Regions from separate parts of the Triticum aestivum genome. Here region 2 is linked to region 1. Evidence: chromatin contacts called from public Hi-C data. All regions are on one chromosome and are shown on one strand. The core of a region is the stretch at or near the end of the contact, and the rest is flanking DNA. Distances in the headings are between cores, read along the strand shown. Region 1 holds the start of LOC123093261 (BEL1-like homeodomain protein 7). Region 2 holds the start of LOC123093263 (40S ribosomal protein S27).

The links. Hi-C and Micro-C count contacts between places; a contact is called where the count stands out from the background.
Region 2: a contact with region 1 is called in a Hi-C map of leaf, with 4 times the contacts expected there. The contact joins the promoter of LOC123093263 here to the promoter of LOC123093261 in region 1. A contact is called at or near these places in 4 of 5 Hi-C or Micro-C datasets (leaf and root).

What each region holds. Positions count from the first base shown.
Region 1 is chr4B:562,771,751-562,776,158 of IWGSC CS RefSeq v2.1, forward strand. It overlaps LOC123093261 (BEL1-like homeodomain protein 7), which reads right to left and starts at 2,302. Exons shown (of 4, transcript XM_044515178.1): 1 at 1,960-2,302; 2 at 1,453-1,521; 3 at 1-1,120. The coding sequence starts at 1,024.
Region 2 is chr4B:562,926,882-562,931,289 of IWGSC CS RefSeq v2.1, forward strand. It overlaps LOC123093263 (40S ribosomal protein S27), which reads left to right and starts at 1,895. Exons shown (of 4, transcript XM_044515179.1): 1 at 1,895-2,046; 2 at 2,183-2,284; 3 at 2,395-2,423; 4 at 2,937-3,227. The coding sequence starts at 2,044. The coding sequence ends at 3,063.

The DNA.
Region 1 (4,408 bases), core at 1,052-3,551:
GCCGCCACGCGTGCTGCGGCTGCTGCATCATGCCGAACTGCTGCATGGCGCGCTGCTGCCGGAGGTGCTGGTCGATGTACCGCAGCCGAGACAGGCCCCCCGCGCCGGAGCCGTCCTGAGGCTCGCCGAGGCTCCGCCGCGCCGACTGCACCTGCGCGCCGATCGCGTCCCGCAGCGACCGGAAGTGCCGGGAGATCGTCTGCAGGGCCAGCGCCGTGTAAGGCCTCGCCGCGCCGGAGCCGGCCACCGCGTCGAACGACGACACTACCATCTGCATCTGCTGGTGGTAGTGCCTGTACCTCCGGTCCACCTGGTCCAGCATGGCCATCAGTGCCGTCACCTTGTTCTGGAGGTCCTGCCTCTCCGCCGGCGACAGCTCGGCGGCGGAGCTCCCCTCGTTCTCCTCGCCCTTGTCGCCCTCGACCTTGCCGCACTCGCCGTTGCCGGCCGAGTCGTCCTTCCTGTCCCCCTTCCTCTTGATCGCGTCCCGGACACTGACCACCTCGTCCAGCAGCTCGCGCGCCGCCTTCAGGAACCTCGAGTTCTGCACGTACACGTTCACCTGCGCGTTCCTGCTCGCCGCCATCGCCATCGCCGACTGGTTCGGGCTCATCAAGGTGGGGGAAGCGGCCGCAGCCATGCCGCCCGGACGGCCGTACTGGTAGAGGGACACCGGCACCTGCGAGCCGAGGCTGAGCGACAGGCCACCCTGGTGACTGCGCTGCCCTGCCGACGCGCCGCCGTCTCCCATGAGCATCTGCGTCTGCAGGCCGCCGAGCTCGGAGCCGTCCCTCGAGCCCATGAACGCGGCCTGCTCGTCGTCTCGGCCATCGCCGCCGCCGCCGCCGTGCGCTATGTGGCTCTGCTGCACGATGGACGCCGGGAGCGGGATCAGGCCGCCGATCGACGAGTCTGGGTATTGGTTGGACATGGGGTAGTGGTGGTGGAATGACATGTCGCCGGCACCTCCGCCGCCGCCGGCGAGGCCCCTCTGATCGTTTGAAGTGGAGAAGAACGTGGCCATCCGATCCTCTTCAGATGCAAATGCAATCTATCATCAGAAGCGTACTACTGTACTGTCGACGCTTGGTAAGGTTCAAGTTTTGTCTTGAGTGTCGAACTGAAGAAATAGAGGATTGGAAACGGTCAGTAAATCCCGCTCAGAATTGCCAGAAGGCGATTTCATCTTGCTCCTAAATTCAAATTACAGTAGTAAATAGCAAGATTTGGAGCAAAGGAAAGATGGTAAAAACATGGTGCGCTAGTACAACTGTGCATCTACATACTGTACTAAATTAGGCAGAAGTATCATTATGATATGAGTGGACTAGGCAAGAATAACTACAAATTCATTCAGAAAATTACAAGAGGGGTGAAAGAATTCTACTGCAAGCGAAGTAAATCAAAAGGATAGAATGGACCCAACAGAATTGAAAGCATCTATATATCTACCTGGGAGGACAAACTTCAGATCACTGTACTTCCCAAACACACAACACCTCAATCTTCTTTCTGAAGTACCTGCATACAAAAAGAAACCGAAGCCTTTTCACTCAGCTGATGAAACCAGCATATAATTTCAGGAAAACACCAGTCCAAATCAGTGGTACCTATCAAGGGGGGAAAAGGCCTAACTGGACATGACTTGGGAGAAACTAAGAACACACAAAAATATCAGTTACTACTAGTTACTACTACCACTTGGCAATTCAGAGACCAAACTTGCTAAGAATCAGCCAGAACAGGAAGCAATTTTTCAAGTTGGTATGGTGCTGCACCAGCCAACCACAAGTAGTTAACCAGGAACAGAAAGCTCAACAAGCAAGAAGCCACAACAACACCAAGAATCCATATAGAGACCAAAACACCTAACAGAAACCTGTTGCTCACTGAATCATCTACAAATTTGATGGATGCAAAGAGCAAGGCAAGCTTGATAAGATGAACCTCTACACATACCTCTGCAAGAACTGGCTTTGAGGCCAAGCAAGAGCAAGAGCTTCTTCTTCTTGGGTGCTATCTGATCAGAGTTCTTCTGACAGGAACCACCTAGCAGAAGACCGGCCGGGGACAGAGGGCCGATCCCGAGGATTCTAAAGAGGGGATTAGCAGCGAGGGTGTGGGCTTAAAATAACCAAGAACGCTCCTGGGATTGTATATATCTTGCTGCTTTTGGTGTTGGTCTCTTCTCTTTTGGTTGTTGTAGCTCCTCCTGCCTCCTTCCCTGAGCAATAATATACTCCGGGGCTGCTTGCGCCAATGAGGAGGGCCTGCCTAACACTATCCCCCCGCCCCGCAAATCCTAAAGAAACCCCACCACCGTTTTTGTTTGTTTCCCTCTCGCTTATTCCTCCCTATCTCCTCTTTACCCCACTCGTTTTCTCACGTATAGGATTGCTGCTTTGAGCGCGTGCGTCACGCTCAGGCCACAGGGACATCGACGGCCGAGATCGGGAGACCGACCCTCGATCTCCGCCGTCGACATGAGACTGATGCGCCTTTTAGGCATGCAATACATACATGTGTACTTTAGTTTAGTTGTGACTCACATGATAAAACCAACATCATACGGTTGGTTGCAGGTATATCTTAGTAACTCTGAAGAATATGCTTCCACATGCAAGTGTTTATTTATTTTTGGTTCTGAACAATTAGACAATTGAGAATTTCAAATTTGACGGGAAGGCCGCGGAACGGAGTGGGGAAAAAAGGGAGCTCTCGCTTTTATGCTGCTATAGAAACCCGTAGATTCTTGCCAGTTTTGAGTGACCTTGCAGCGAGCATACCTGTTGGGCAGGCAGTTCAGTTAGTCCACTCAGTGCACAGAAAAGCAGGTCCATTACCCTCCTCACTTGCTGGGTGTGTTTTCAGCTGAAAGGGCCCCCCAAGTTGCCATTTCTAGCTGATTCTCCCCGGACGCCTTGATTGCAAGGGCACCAATCCGATCGATCCCCTCCCTTCTCGCTTTCAGTAGGTGACGGCATCTGTTAAGACGTATTAGTCCCCTAACCACCAGTTGGTAGACCTAAAACCCTCTTTCCCTCCCCCCTCCCAACCTTCCGTATCTCCCAACTGATCATCATCAGATGCTCCTAAGCAACTCCATGCACCGGGGTACGACGCTGACATCTCACAGAAAGCCAGCCCTACCTACATCTACACACATGCATTTGCAGCACGACCAAATCTTCTTCTCTTCTCTTCTCTTCTCCGGTTGAAGAAAGTGCATGAACAGGAGGCCCCTAGCTAGCTAACACCAGATATGATGATGAGATAACTGATGCCCCCACAAACCCTTTATTTTTCCGTTTGGTGGCAGCACTTGCTTTTGAAATTGGACATGTGGTAGTGATGTGCAAGGACGAGTGTTTCCGTGGTCCCCCTCCAATCATGAATTTGACCCCTCAACCCCCCTTGCCGTTGCTTTGCGGGTCGTCTCGCTGAGCGGCGGGCCAGCCCCGAAAGGCGCAGGATTCGGCGGAAATCCGGTGAACAGTCGGGTGCAGTTTGTGATGAAATGTGTATAGTATTGTCTCTGTTCCTCGGCTCAAATAGATAAATATAGTGTGCACGTATCAAGTTTGCGATTATTCGTAGTTCTGAGAGAATATCTAGGAGATATGCAAATCAAATCATCGAAATAATTTTACTAATTTGTGAGGTTTGATTCATTTCATGCCATCAAAAGATACTTTTGAATGTCACCATCATGCCTATATTATCAGGAAACATAGGTCACATCCCATTTAATTTATTTTCCTTCATCTATTTTTATTTTGTGAAAACCCAGAAATCTAATCACCACAGGCCGGAGTATCAAACTAGGGAGTCTTCAATGCATGGCAACATTATTCAGTGTGGTGACAGTGATCTTCATAGGTTCGAGAGTGAGCTGTTGCCAGCGGCTTTTCCCCCGAAGTTCAAATGATTTAATGTGGTATTTTGTCCAATTGTAGGTACGAGGGCGGGCTACAACCTTCACAAGATATGACATCATAGTTCAGTAGAGATCTATTCATTCAGATGCCACGCATGGACAAATTTTAGAGGCCGGCCCGTAACTAATAGATACAAATGTGAAGCTCACAATCCTTATTTCTGAAGAAACGCAGGCGTAATCATTCCTAACAGCACTCATGTTGACACATATGTAAAGGAACGGAAATGTGAAGCTCACAATCCTTAATTTCCAAGAAACGCAGGTCATGTCGCGATTAGTTATAGACGACGAAGATCCCGGCCGTCAGACGATTTACATCAATCACCACCTACAGGCCACAGCTAGCTAACAGATATGTCGGCCGGCCGGCCGGCCCCGGCAACGAAGAAGCTTCAGAGTTCAGACTCGCCGGTGCTACCCAACCCAACGGCCATTGTAGCCCTGTAGCTAGCTAGCTACCAGCTCCCT
Region 2 (4,408 bases), core at 645-3,144, 150 kb after region 1:
TGAACATTTTTTAATCCTTGAACGTTTTGAACATTGTTTTAAAATTATCTATTTTATAAATTTGGAACTTTTTGAGATCCCAAATTATTTAAAGAAAAAAAGGAAAAAACAAAGAAGAAATAAGGGTGCCCTGCACATGGGCCGGCCCAAAAAGGGTGGGGGTCGGGGGGTTGCCTCTCAACCGACACAATGTGTCGCATGCTGGACGCACCGTTGGGATTTTATTATCATGTTCGGGCTTTCGGGTTTAGGAACCTATTTTTTTCGGCTTTTCAAGTTTTGCCGGATTTTCCATCGGTTTTGAAAGTAAAAAAATTCAAATAAAAAATTTGCGCGAAATGTGTTTTTTTGCTTCCGCGAGAGGCATAACTCTAGAAGGAGAAAAGATGTTTTTCTGCTTCCGCGTGAGACACAAATTTGCTTCTCATGCAGGCACACATTCTCTTCCATGAAGGCATTGTTGTGCCTCTCAGAAAGGTAAATAACGCGGGTTTTTTTAATGAGAGGCACAAACTTGCTTCTTGTGGAGGCACGGTTTTGCTTCCGCGCTCTTGGGAAGTAAAAAAATGCATTTTCTTTCTTCCATGAATAGCACAACTTTGCTTTCGGAGAGACGTTGTGCCTCTGGAATGGGCAAAGACTATGCTTCCAACTCATTTTTTTCTTCTCGTTTGTTTTGTGAAGAAAAGTTCGTCGAAACATGTTAACATGGATCTAGTTTTGAAAATCTCAGCGCGAGAAATCCAACAATGAAAACGATCCACAATTTGAACGCATAATTTAAAAGATAAAACGTTTTCAATAAACAGATTTATGAAAAAGTTGAAACTCACAGATTGTTTTTTTAGGGTTGTTAAACCTCACAGATTGCTGCGCCACTTGCCGCAAGTGGAAAGGTGGGAGCGACTTTTTTTTTAGGGAAAGGTGGAAGCGACGAGTCCTCCTCATTGGCGCCTTATGCGCCGCTTTTGCATGCTGGCGCTCACGTCCCAGCTCACATGGGCCGTCCCATTTAGCTGGATCGATCCCTTCTTCGATAGCTTGACAAACAGAAAAAAGGCCCGTTAGATTCAACAGACCCGTTGACCGTTCAACTTTTGACCAATTCGCAGTTGACTGTGTTGACTTTTCAAAAAAAATCATTAATTTTGAAAAAGAATTCCTCAATTTGAAAAAAGTTCATCAATTTTAGAAAAAGTTCATCAAATATTGGAAAAAAGTTCATGAAATTTGGAAAAAGTTCATCACTTTTCAAAAAAGTTGATCGATTTTGAAAAAAGTTCACCAATCTTGAAAAGAGTTCATCAGATTTAAAGAAAAGTTCATTGAATTTGAAAAAAAATCATCAAATTTGGAAAAAAGTTCACTATATTTGAAAAAAGTTCATCAAATTTGAATAAAAGTTCATTGAATTTAATAAAAGTTCATCGATTTTGAAGAAGGATTTCACGAATTTGGAAAAGTTCACGAACCTAGGAAGAAGAACAGGAAAAAAAGAAAAAAAACGAAAACAGAAGAATAAAAGAAAGAACAAAAGAGATAAAAATATGAAAGTTAGCATGTCTTGTTGGTGATGGCGGGGTGGGACGTCCCCGGTTCGATTCCTGCTACTAGCAGACTTTTTTGCAGTGTGATAACTACAGAGAGAAAAGCCAGATGGGCCGGCCCAGCGGTGGGGGGGTATGCGCCCGTTTGTAATTAGTACTGTAGCGGGCGCTTAAGGCGCCGAATAGGAACCAGCGGAAGCGACTACCCTTAAGTGATTTCGCCAAAGCGACTACCCTTAAGTGATTTCGCCATGGCCACTGCGACACATGCGTATCGGCCCTATACCTACTGCCCAGCCCAGCCCAGCACGGCCGCACCGCCGTACGAAGCCCAGATCAAACGGGATGGACGCCCCAGATGCACCGAGCCTACTCATAAAGCCACCATGAAGTCCCCACGCCCACGGCCTCCAGCCCTAGCGCCTCCGCTCCTCTCCACCGCCGCCACCCCGTCCCCGCATCCTCTCCCACGCGAAGACCGCCGCCGCCCGTCAAGATGGTACGGCGAGGATACATCGCGGCTTTTATCCCCTTCGATTTTTGTCCGAATGTTTGCTCGTTCGTTTGATCCGAGACTTGCGCATCTCTTGTGATCTAATCTGTCTGTTGTCTCGGTTGGGAATCGAACGGAGCAGGTGCTGCAGAACGACATCGACCTCCTCAACCCGCCGGCGGAGCTCGAGAAGCTCAAGCACAAGAAGAAGCGCCTCGTGCAGTCCCCCAACTCCTTCTTCATGGTACGTGCGCATCAGATCACGTAGGATCAATCTGGGGGTTCCCGTTCCTTTGACTGCTCTCCTGGCTCGGCCCCTAATTACGTGCTTGTCTTTGTGTTCCGTCCGTGCAGGATGTCAAGTGCCAGGGCTGCTTCAACATGTAAGAGCGTATGATCTTTTCCGCGCTTTAGTCTTCTTGTGTTCATAGTTAATAATATACTGCACAGTAACATTAAGATGGTGGATTGGATTCTTGACTTGGGCACTTGATGTAAAAAAGATGCTATCAATGATTTAGATTGCTCTGCTTTAGGAATGGCATAAAGGTTAGGTTTATGCACATAGAACTGCCTGCTATATGAGAAAATATGTAGATTTAGCACCCGGTGCATCTTGTACGACGTTGTGGTTCGTTGATGTTCGTCGAAGTTGGGTTAGTTTGCGTGCATTTATACAACATACAAACGTCACCTGATGGTTCAGCTCGAAATGTTGAGCTGATTGCTAGTTTCCATGATCATTCCTCCTCACCTCCCTGATTACCCATGCTGTTTGCCTGGCCCTGACTTGAATTATATCTACGTATCAACCAATTCCAGTTTATTCGTTATTACTGAAGCTTGCTCTTGTTCATTCACGTATCATATATCTGACTCTGTTGCATTGATCGCAGAACAACTGTGTTCAGCCACTCTCAGACCGTGGTGGTGTGCCCTGGCTGCCAGACGGTGCTCTGCCAACCCACCGGAGGAAAAGCGAGGCTCACCGAGGGATGCTCCTTCCGCCGGAAGGGCGACTAAGCTGCACGCCTGTTTATGGGAAAATGAAGCCCTGCTGAACCTTACTTTTCAAGTAACTAGTTATCCTGAATGTGTACTGGTCAAATTTTGTTAATTATGCTTGCCCGTTTGCCAGCCTGAACGTTGTACCAACGTGTTCTATGTCATGCACTTTTTGAGTGGCCTGTTGTTGGTGCTTCTGTTTGTCTGGCTGCCTGGTGATATCTAAGTTTGGTTCTTGTTATGTAGTAGTAATAGCCTGCTGCATTCTCTTGACAGTGTTCAGTGTTTGGTATATATGGCAAATCCGACCCCTCAAACTCGGCGGGCACGCCTTATATTTCATCTTGCATGCTCGCGTCCCTTGTATCCTAAACCTCAAAACCATGCAATTCATGCAATGGTATGTAAAATACATGATCATAGCCCAGTTCATCGGATTAGCTGGACAAAAAGTAACATGATTCATCGGAGCTCAACGGCGGACAGTGCATATCCATACTACAAACATAGATAAAATATAAATAGAGGGATGAAGGGTGGGGGAAATCATCATTTCCTTGCTGGCCCCTTTCCCTTTCGGTTGTTGGCGTGGAGCAGGCGGTCCTGCTCCTTGGCATGGCGAGCCGCCTTCGCTGCCGCCTCCTTTGTTGCCTCGTGCTCTGACAGTTGAATGGCGAGTCGGAGTGCCGCATTCTTGCGGTGGAGGCGCCATGCATATGTCTCCGCCGTCGTGAGTGTTGCCTCAGGATCGATCGATGCGCGGACATCGACTGGGATGCCGATGCCCTCGCCTGCTGCCTGCTCGTGCCTTTGACTCGGGCGTTCGAGTGCATGTTGGCCCTGCCGCGGGCACGAGGACCCGGCGGTGGCTGGGCACCAACCTCCGAAGCAGAGGGTGTTGGTGGTGGGCGGCGTACCTGGAGGAGCGGAGCAAAGTGGTTGGAGCTGCGCGCCTAGCGGTAAGGACCGGCGATGTCGACGGGCGTCGGGCACTGTCGAAGTGGATCTGCCGCTGTCGGATCCGCCTTGGTCGACGACCGAATGCCTCAATGCAATGCGGAGGGCGACCTCCTTCACATCGTCGGGGTCCTCTTTGCGCAATAGGCTAGACCAGTCGGAGCCTGAGTCCCCACCGGAGGCAGCTGCTTCGGTCGACGGCGATATTTGTGGGGCAGGCATGGGCCAGGCCGGGCCAAGTCGACGTGGCGGGCGCGTTCGGACCGCCTCATATTTGGGCTGGATATGAGGGGTGTCGGTCACTCCGGGCGTTTGAGGGCGGTTTGAGAGGCCTGATTGGATCCAAATTTCATGACCGGTCAGTGACCGGACGGCCTGCCAGGGCGTTTAAAACAGATTTGAGGGG